Linked DNA regions of Triticum aestivum: region 2 is linked to region 1. A link is a contact called in public Hi-C data. All regions are on one chromosome and are shown on one strand. Each heading gives the region's core, a stretch centred on a gene start, on an enhancer-like site or on the middle of the called end of the contact. The rest is flanking DNA. Distances are from core to core; before and after follow the strand shown.

The links. Hi-C and Micro-C count contacts between places; a contact is called where the count stands out from the background.
Region 2: a Hi-C map of leaf shows a contact between it and region 1, with 4 times the contacts expected there. The contact joins the promoter of LOC123052586 here to the promoter of LOC123052579 in region 1. A contact is called at or near these places in 3 of 5 Hi-C or Micro-C datasets (all in leaf) and 1 of 1 datasets of contacts at active chromatin or transcription factors (leaf).

Annotation. Positions count from the first base shown.
Region 1 is chr1A:391,700,715-391,706,030 of IWGSC CS RefSeq v2.1, forward strand. LOC123052579 (2-oxoglutarate-dependent dioxygenase 11) reads left to right here and starts at 2,366. Exons shown (of 4, transcript XM_044475829.1): 1 at 2,366-2,844; 2 at 2,947-3,194; 3 at 3,318-3,642; 4 at 3,817-4,305. The coding sequence starts at 2,584. The coding sequence ends at 4,047. It overlaps LOC123052555, which reads left to right. Exons shown (of 17, transcript XM_044475806.1): 15 at 1-873; 16 at 1,226-1,322; 17 at 1,425-1,836. The coding sequence ends at 1,441. It overlaps LOC123052569, which reads right to left. Exons shown (of 2, transcript XM_044475816.1): 2 at 4,532-5,113. The coding sequence ends at 5,060.
Region 2 is chr1A:392,239,894-392,245,209 of IWGSC CS RefSeq v2.1, forward strand. It overlaps LOC123052586 (metalloendoproteinase 1-MMP-like), which reads left to right and starts at 3,207. Exons shown (of 1, transcript XM_044475840.1): 1 at 3,207-4,624. The coding sequence starts at 3,333. The coding sequence ends at 4,442.

The DNA of each region.
Region 1 (5,316 bases), core at 1,116-3,615:
CCTACTGTTGGAGAAGCACGTCCCCCTACCAAAGACAAGAAGAGCACTAACACTGTCGTGAGCGATCCTGTGCCCACTGTTGGAGAAGCACGTCCCCCTACCAAAGACAAGAAGAGCACTAACACTGTAGTAAAACCAGATGAGCCAAAGCCACTGGCTTTATCTGATAGGGACGTGCTTTTTAACATTGGAAAAGGTGCAACTGAGATTAAAACCACCAGGCGACCTGGACTGCAGAAGGAAGGAACAAAGGTCTTCGGTGTTCCAAAACCTGGAAAGAAGAAGAAGTTCATGGATGTAAGCAAACATTATGTTGGCGATCAATCTGATAGAATTTCTGAGGGTAGTGCATCCACCAGATATGCAAAACATCCAGTGCCACAGGTGCCAAGACCACGGGAAAGTACCCTAAAACTCGACCAGAGAGCCAAGAGGGCAAGTGACATGCGATCCAGAGGACTTAAATCTGCCAAGCCTCAGACAACATCAACTAACGGTGTTCCTGGCGAGGATCCTTTATCCACTCCTGTCCCAAGCTCTAGTGCTCTTGAAAGTACTTTTGCTTTTGCGGCAAGTACGACAAGCTCTTCCAACCCTGTGAACCCAACTGTAGAAAAGAATAATTTGGCTCATGCCACTGATCTTAGAACTGAAGATGCTTCTATTCTGGAATCACGTTTACAAGCCACACCAACCGTTCCTGCTGTCAAGAAGAATCCGATTGCTGCTAATCGAGCTAAAAGGAAATTTGTTCCTTCTGCGGATAGTAACGTGAACAGGAGGGTGCTGAAAACTCCTGACGTTTCAGCCAAGACCAGCTCAGATTCTGCTGAACCCCGAAGGTCAAACCGCCGGATTCAACCAACCTCACGGGTAACTACTGGAACTGTCCTTAAGTTGGCACTAAATTTATAATGTAGTTGTACTACTTTCCGTCACTGAATATTGGTAGCATGTCCTTGCGGTGCATAATATAGCTATAGCTTACTACTTTTGAGCCTTTCAGTATCGTTGTAGTCATTCTATACTTTTGTCAGAGGTCTCATTACTGTTATGAGTTTCAATACTAGTGTTGCTCCCTTTAGAATAAATCTGAGCGATGTGATTGTTTTTCCCCATTGTGTGCTTGTTACATGTCTGAACTTGCTGCAGAACCTCGACATACACTTGTTTTACGGAGTTTGATACATGTGCTAACTTAGTCTTGCTGTTTTCTGTAATGCAGTTGCTCGAGGGCCTGCAGAGTTCTCTTATAGCCTCCAAAATTACTGGCGAAAAACTCCCTAGGACTAATTTCAGGAGTGCTACTTCTGCCTCAAGAGGTAACTGGCTCTTCTCTTTTTGTTGTTTCCGGAGCTTCATTTATTGGTGTTCATTTCTGATCCTGTGCTTGTCAATCCGTTTCGGGAACCTTGTGGAAACAGGAAAAGCCCATGGCTAATTCAAGGCAATCGAGACAACCATGGCGTGTTTGTACATATCGGTAGCTTGCCGAGTATGGAAGCGAAAGGGGATAGGATTTGAGTGAAGGCTTTTGGAGCTGGTGTGTGTGGATGTACTATAAAACTAGCTTAAGTTAGTGTCTTTTCTCTCTATTGCACTGGACAGTATTATTGTGTCGTAGGATTAGCCATTAATCACCCCAAACCCTCCGTTTAATCTGTATGGATACAGTACCAAGGAGAAGAAGGACGGGGTCTGGCTTAATTTTACTCATCAACGGTTGTACTTTACCTTCTCTCGAGTACCAGCCCCATGTTGGAATGATTGACTGGTGCTTTTTGGTTCCAGTGAATGCTTTGACCTTGATGTGGCAACTGGCAACCATGTTTCCTTTGTTGTGTGTCTGCCTTACGTGTGCACTGGTGCGTTTTTCGCGGCTGTTACACCATATCTTTAGACAGGCAGTTGCCTTTTTCATGCTTACACTTTGTTGGTTTCAACATATGGCACAGGGTTCCACTTCGATGGCTCAAACTTTGCTGCCAAGAAACGTACACCAAACGTACAATGAAATCAGTGAATCATGAGGGTGCAAGCTCACTTTTATTGTTGACCTTTATTGCCAGAATCGTATAGGAAATAAGTCAATCGTGAAGCAACAAACTGCCTATTGATTTTTTCAGAACAAAAAAACTACCTGCTCATCGTTTTTCTTTTTTCAAGGGGACCTGCTCATCGTTGACAGCACTAGATCAACCATTCCATCGGCAGTATATCTTGTAGACATGGACAGCTCTGTATATTGCATCTTAGACTACTATTTGGACACTTTCTGTTACCTAATAATGAGCTTTCGTGTTGCATAAGTCTGTTATACCAAGTTGAGCTAACAAAAAACACAATTTCTTGAGCATGCAATTGGAGGGGAACGTTGACTTCATTGATGTAGAATGGCTTGTTTGAATCGCACTCGCCTGCCTAGATACATACTACTCCCTTTGTCTCGTAATGTAAGACGTTTTTTGACAATATACTAGAGGCAAAAAAACGTCTTACATTATGAGACGGAGGAAGTACATCTCAGCTATCAGACGCTCATAGCCATTGATCACCAGCAAAGCTAGTAGGACCAAAGGAAGGATGGCCGAGTCCTTTGAGAAGATCAAGGTGGAGTTCACCGGCCATGAAGAGAGTGTGCAGGCCCTCGCAGAGGCCTTCCACGACTCCGGCGAGGTCCCCGAGAGGTACATCAGGCAGGAGATCGACGCCGATCCCCTCGCCGCCGATGCGGGTGGTCCTGCTCTGCCGACAATCGACATGTCCATGCTGCTCGACCCCGAGTTCTCGGCGGAGGAGTCGGCTAAGCTCGGATCCGCATGCGAGCACTGGGGGTTCTTCCAGGTCTGCAACAACACCATTCCATTCCACGATTCGTGTCATGTCATCAGGCAGCAAGCAGAGAAATCGTTGGAGACGTTTGATGTTTTATTTCTTCCCCTGCAGCTCGTGAACCATGGCGTGGACGGGGGCCTGCTGGGGCGGACGAAGGCCGACGTCGCCGACTTCTTCGGCCTTCCCCTGGAGGTGAAGTCGGCCGTGGCGATCCCGCCCAACGGCATGCAGGGCTTCGGCCACCACTTCGTCTTCTCCGAGGAGCAGAAGCTGGACTGGGTGGACCTGCTGTTCCTCGCCACCCGGCCCGCCGACGAGCGGAGCCTGGACTTCTGGCCCACCAAGCCCTCCACCTTCAGGTGAAAATGAAATGCTTCTCTGTTTCGTCAACTAGATCCATCCCTCCAGCTTCAGGTGACATGAACCTGAATGTTTCAAGCATTTTTTTTGATCCCTGCTGCTGTGCTCATCCTGATCCCCAGGGACACGCTTGACAAGTACACGACGGAGCTAGCAAGTGTGGCCGAGCAACTGTTCAGGTTCATGGCCAGGGACCTGGGAGTTGACCAGGAGGCGCTCCTTGGCACCTTCAAGGGTCTGCCCCAGTGCGTGAGGATCAACTACTACCCTCCCTGCCGTCAGGCCGGCAAGGTGCTGGGCCTCTCGCCGCACACCGACGGCGTCGGCATGACGCTCCTCCTCCACGCGAACGACGTGCAAGGGCTGCAGATCAGGAAGGATGGGGAGTGGTTCTCCGTGCACGCCCTGCCCGGAGCTCTCGTCGTCAACATCGGCGACGTCCTTGAGGTGTGTTCCTAGCCAGTACTCCCTACGTTCCATAATTCTTGTCATGGTTTCAGTTCAAATTAGTATCTGCTCTGTTTGATCTGCAAATAGTATGATCACTTCAAGTCGTCAGCTGCCTGTCTATTTAAGCTTGTTGAAATAAAACACTGAGAAATTACCATTGGATTCAAACAGATCCTCAGCAACGGCAAGTACAGGAGCATCGAGCACCGGGCGGTGGTTAACCCTGACAAGGAGAGGATCACCATTGCGGCGTTCCACAGCGTGCACCTTCCCTGCACGATTGGCCCGTTTCAGGAGCTGGGTGACGCACGCTATAAGACGGTCGATGGCCTTGACTTCACCAAGGGGTACTTCGCCGCCAAGCTGGAAGGCAGGAGGTACCTGGAGAGCCTGAAGCTATAGTCAAATGATGATGGTCACTGGTCAGAGCGGTGAGTGTTATGATTAATTCACTTGGTTTAATACTACTATTGCTTCCTATGTATCATATGTGTTGCTTTCAGCATGGATGTTATGTGCAGTCTTCTCATAGAATTATTTTGTGAACTTTTTCTTCCAAGAACAGAATGTTTTGTGGTCATTTTTTTGAAGAACGTAATACATTTGTGAACTTAATGTACTGGGTGTAAATACTGCCTGTGGATAACAACAATTTGTGAACAGTCTTTTTAATTCCCCCCCTAAGGTATATATGTTCCATCGACCTAGGACTAGGAGAAGCCAGTATCCACCTTCTGTTGTGATCTACTCCCAACGCCCGGAAATGCTTGTCGGAGAAATGGATGTATTTCCAAACGTTGGGAGTGTGTAGGTTGTGATTTTCTTTTGGAGACAATAGAGATCCACAGTATGATAGGCTAAGTGCAGAAGAATACGCAATCAGCAATTGAGAAGAACTGTTTAAACTAAAATATTAGGATGGACATAAAGTGCTGTAAGATGGATCAAGTACAACAACAAACTCAATCATAGACAGCAATACAGAAACCTCAATGAAGATCAAGATAAAAGCTCACTCGGTCTCTTGGGAGCTAGGCACGCTGAATAAAAGCTCATCTCAACAGAAGAAATACGCCGCTCATCTCAACAGAAGAAATACGCGGTGACCATTCCAAAGAGGCAAGTTCAACTGGCAAATAAGTGGTCACAGGTTCTCCACTGCCTCTCCTTGTACATTGATCATCAGCTCTCTGCTTCTGTCTATTCCCTGTAGCTATCGAAGAACACCTATCCTCAAGATGTGACTCCTCGCAGTTGTCAATTCTGTATGTAGAGCAGCCATTTTGCTCAGACTTCTTCTCACCCTCGAAAGTAAAAAGGCCTCTATCTCTGCAAATTTTGCCCCATCATCACTAACCAAAGCTTCTTTGCATGACTGCAACACTGACGAGAACAGAGGGAAATTTCTCTGTGCTTACAAACCATCTTCTACAACATTGGCCCCAGTTACTTTGGTCTCTGAATCCTCCTGAGACATAAAAAAGGGTTTCACTGTAAGTAAGGATTGATATGTATGTATATACAAATTGTGCGAGGTTACAGATTCCAATAATACATGATGAGTTTATTTAGCATGCACAGAGGCAATGAATATAGCATGATATGTCACACAGTCGCACCATTGCCATCTCATAATGGTTAACATTACAAAATATTGTCTAAGACAGCATT
Region 2 (5,316 bases), core at 1,957-4,456, 540 kb after region 1:
AGGAAATATTGCATGGGAACAATATTAATTAGAAGGGAATTAGATCGATGGTCAAATACAGCCTTGACTATGATCTACATAATTAGTTATACAGTTTTGCTAAAGCACATCTAGATGTGCCATAAGTATTGCACATCTAAGTCATATGTCATTGATCATATATTAAGATTCGTGTGAATATTTTCTTTCTCTTTTATCTTTTTCTCTTTATGCTTGATTCACTCACTTAGATGTGCAATAACTAGGGCACATCTAGATGTGCCCTAGACACACCCTTAGTTATTACATTAATTATGGCGTATAACTCATATGCGTGTGTTGTAACAAAATAGTGTTTATTTAAAGGTGAATTATATTATGGTTGTTAATCACATCTGAACTCTATTTAGAAACTAGTTAGTTTAAACTTGGAAGTACAGATCAGGACACTGGAGTTAACAATATAAATAGGTCTCACCCTCTAGTCTCGAATCGCATTGTGAGGGCCCCGATAAGGCGTAGGGATAGAGGGTAGGCCTAAACCCAACATAGAAAAGCCGAAAGGTGCACCAATCTCGATGCGAATTGGGCAGGTGCAATATAAGACCGTCTCAAACACCGTTCAGCGCACTACCAAAGTTGGGTTTTGAATGGCCATGCATGAAAGTTACAACTAGCTGAAGGCCAGAGAGTTTATTATCTCAAAATGTAAGATTAATCAAAAGTACTCAAGTGCAGGACTGTTCAAGTACAGAACAAGAGTGTTGACACTGCATTAAAGTAACAGACGCGCCAAGCAGTCGATGCATCTGCTTACGCGTCCCAAGATGCGAACATTTTGTGGAGAAAGTGCATGGGGCCAGGCAGGGCGGCCTTCTCTGGTGCAGCGCGCGCGGGTCGCGGTCAGATGGTCACGGTCTCCACAATACTGAAGGATGGGAGCGATGCAAGATTTATTGTTATTGCGGTCGAACACCTCGCACAGGACAGGAGATCGCCATCTGATCGTGACGCGACTGTGTTGCGTTGGCGCACGAATGGGCAACAAGGGCCAGGAACTAGTATGATCGAAACTATTGGCTCTGTTTTTCTTGTGCAGGGTTTGGACATTTGAATCGATGTCGTATTTTTCTGGCCATGGGGCTGGGAATACTAGGAAAAGGAGGAGGGGTTAAAAAAACTAGGAAAAGGAGGAGAATTCTCTCCACTGAAGCTGCAACAGGCTAGAGCAATTTCTCACGTAAGCCGCCCGCTAAGACCAAGGCCGAGAAAACGGCCCGCTGCGTCGTTTTCCAACTTGCCGTATGCGCTGAGAACGTTGAAAACGCCATTTGACAGGGGCATCCATGATCAAACTCTACTCTTTGCCCATCATACGATTACCTCAGCCCAATCACCTAAACCATTGACTTGTCAACTTAATCATTACCCTTCGTCAATTTGCACAAACGGTCCGGTCGTAAAGTTCTCGTCTCAGGCCATCCTGAAGCCGCGTTCTTACCTCCTTCCGGACCACCTATGGCTCCTAGTGCAGTTCCTAAGGTCAACTCCAACGATCCTAAATGGACGTCCGTTTTGTTTAAATTCTGTTCGTTTGTGTAGGACAATAAGATCGTGTCCGGACAGTTTCTGTGATGCGGTGGCGACGCATTCAGGCCGCATCCTGTCCGTATAAATTTTTCTTTGCAAACCCATAACTTTTTCTCATTATTGATTTTTGATACATCGAAATACATCACCAAATTTTAACTAGAAAAGTAAGACCAAAGAAAACAAGAACCACAAGAATACATTTTAGAACATATCCAACTTCCATAACTACTCCTGTAAGTTGGATTAGTGCATTCTCGATGCATTCATCGTTGATCTATGGAGGCTTGATCTTGCGTCCTTCTTTCTTTTTCGAGTGTAAAGAAGTAGACGTTGCTTCCTCACATCTAGTCTCATGTCTAGCCTCTATTCTAACAACAAGTGCACTAGTCTCATCTCTAGCATCTATGCTAGCTAAAAGTGTACGAACATCTACTGCGCTCTATCAATATATCGATGTACTCTTTTTTCCAATACCAAAATTTGCATTCATTCTACACAATAAAATTTTAAGTTACAACTAGTCAAATCTGAGAGCACAACCGAAGCTAGAGTAGCACATACTCCATCGTTTAATCACTTGATGAACATCCATCCGGGATGTTCTGGCGTTGTAGACACGCGGCGCACGACCTTCTTTGGGCAGTCGTCGCACTTAATGAATGGCAACGGTGCGCCGACGAGCTTTTGGGCTAGCATCGAGCCCGACCGACCATCATTCGTGTATCTGTCGGCGGACCACCGACGGTGTAGATCCGAGCGGCTAGAGAAGCCACTACCTGCATGCGACCTTGCGGCCTTGCCGGAGCCTTCCGGCCCGGTGCCCAGCAAGTCCATGGCGCGGCGCGGCCTCCCACAGCCGGGCGAGCTTAAAACCGACCGGATCCGCTCCAAATCCGACCGCGGTGTGCGCTAATCAGGTGGCCGTGGTTGGGTAGCTCGGGGGCATCGAGGGGAAGGGGGCTGGGCGAGCGAGCGTCCGAGCTGCACAACTGCAATGGCAGCGGCAACGGCAGCGAGGGCAAAAGTGGAGAAGAGTGGAGGGGTGCGGCTAGAGGGGGGAGGGGGCGAATAGAAAAAGGGATCCCTATGCCACCGACGGGCGGGCCAAGAGAGGACACGCGCATACGGCCCGCCCGTCCGCGCACTGTCCATTTCACCCCAAAAGCGGCCCAAACTTGAGCCGGGATGGGGTCGAAAGCGGATAGAAAACGGACAAAAATCCATTTGTATTCATGCATTGGGCCATCTAATTTATCCGTTTTACCTCAAACGGACGCATCCAAACGAGATGTGGTCGCGCGCTGGGTTGGCCTAATACGTGTGCCGAGTCCGGGTGTGACACTGCTCGGATTAGCTCCATATTAATACGGAATCAATAAAAATCTGACAACAGCACTTAGAGATATACAAGGTAGAAGATGGAGTACAAATCATTTTCTACCAAAAATCAAACATAGAGATATGTCTATATAATCTAGGAGTATATACGTTTGAATCAGCTCGCAGAAAAGAAAAAGGGAAAAAGCCTTTGGTCTTCACGTATGACGCAGAGCTCGATCTATTGCGTGACGGAGAAGGGCGCCCGGGGAGACGACGACGACGGGGCGACGACGGAGTCAGCCGGTGGCCAACCGAGGACCCATCGGCTCTCCTATCCGAACCTTTTTGTTCTCTTCTGCTTCGTTTCTCTCATAAGATTCTTTGCCGCGCGGAGACCTGTAACGAGAATAACGGCCAGCGCGTGCGCGCGCCTGGCTCTCATGGTTCCATGTCGCCCCGCTCGGGCAGCTGCGTGCCTCCCGCTGCTGCTGATACTTTGCCTCCTCTCGTGCGCCGCCGCGCGGTCTGCGCCGGCGCCGGCGCCGGTGCACGGCCGGCACCATGGCCAAGGGTGGCACTCGTTCAAGCGGCTGCTAGACGCGCAGCGGGGGACCCGCGTGACGGGGCTCGGCGACCTGAAGCGGTACCTGGCCACGTTCGGCTACATGCCCAAGCATGCCGGGGCGGAGCACGGCGGTGACCCGACGGACGCCTTCGACGAGCACCTCGAGGCCGCCGTCAGACGGTACCAGTCCCGGCTCAGCCTGCCGGTCACCGGCCGGCTCGACGCCGTGACGCTCGACCAGATGATGTCCCCGCGCTGCGGCGTCCAGGACGACCACGGCGCGTCCGTCTCGCCGGAGCACGGCGGCGCGGTCAGCCGGTTCACCTTCTTCAAGGGCAAGCCGCGGTGGACGCGGCGGTCGGACCCGGACCCGGTTGTGCTCACGTACGCCGTGTCGCCGACGGCCACCGTCGGCTACCTGGCGCCCAACGACGTGAGGGCCGTGTTCCGGCGCGCGTTCGAGCGGTGGGCGCGGGTCATCCCCGTGGCGTTCGTCGAGACGGACGACTACGACGAGGCCGACATCAAGGTGGGGTTCTACGAGGGCAGCCACGGCGACGGGGTGCCCTTCGACGGGCCGCTCGGCGTGCTCGGCCACGCCTTCTCCCCCAAGAACGGGCGGCTCCACCTCGACGCCGCGGAGCGGTGGGCGGTGGACTTCGCTGGCGAAACAAAAGCTTCCGCGGCCATCGACCTGGAGTCCGTGGCGACTCACGAGATCGGCCACGTCCTCGGGCTCGGACACTCGACTTCGCCGCAGGCCGTCATGTACCCGAGCATCAAACCGCTGGAGAAGAAGGCCGACCTCACCGTCGACGACGTCGAAGGCGTGCAGCTGCTGTACGGGTCCAACCCGGATTTCAGGCTCAGCTCCCTCTACGACGCGACGGACACCTCCGGCTCGCCGGCGGGGAGCAGTTGGGCTGCTTCCTCGGCTGGGGTAGTTCTTTGTGCGGTCCTGGTCATACTCGTGACGCACTTGTAGATAGACAAAGACATCGTTTTTATAGGCAAAAGATCAGAATACAGAAAAAACAATTGTTGGGTACCCTGATTCTATCTATAGATAGAAGAGAAAGAAATGTTTCTCTTCTTGCATAGACAGTCAAATGACGACAGCATGATTGCATGATGTAACTGTACATAATATATTCACCAAAAATTTGAAACTCTACTGTTTGACTCGAGGATTATGCTTGGTGACAGCGACAAAATTTCACTACACAGAACTGACATTGCATCATATGTTTCTACCGTGACACTTCACTCTGAAGTGGCAAAACGCTTTCAGCTCCAGCTTCTTTTGCCCCAGCAGTCCCCTCTGCGACTCCCTTTGACATCGCAAACAATTTCTTGACAGTGTTTGTTAAGCATGTCCTGTGTTCGTCCATGGAGGCATGAATAAACTCGTGGAAGTGATCCCTCAGTTGCGTGACAAACGAGGTGCCGGAGTTCTTCTTTCGGCACGAAGTTGAGGCGGGCTTTACAGAAGATGAAGGTGGCTGGGGGACTTCAGATTGGACATCGCCAGACATTGTGGATGACACTGCATATATTTGAAACTAAAGTGAGACAAAATGGACAAAAGTCTGCAATTCAATCCATCATGATGAATACCAATGAAAAATAGCAGTCCCCCTTAAAAAAGAAAAGAAAAATAGCAGCCTATTTGAAAAAAAAAACTAATTTTACATTTGAGTTTCACAGAGAATATGTACAACAAAAGAAATCAATCATCTTTTTCAATGTATATATACTAGTCAATGGTAAAAATAATGAATCCAAATCCTAAGCATTAGAATACTTCCAGCTACTATAAACAAAAAAATGCATATAACCTCTAACCAAACACCACATGA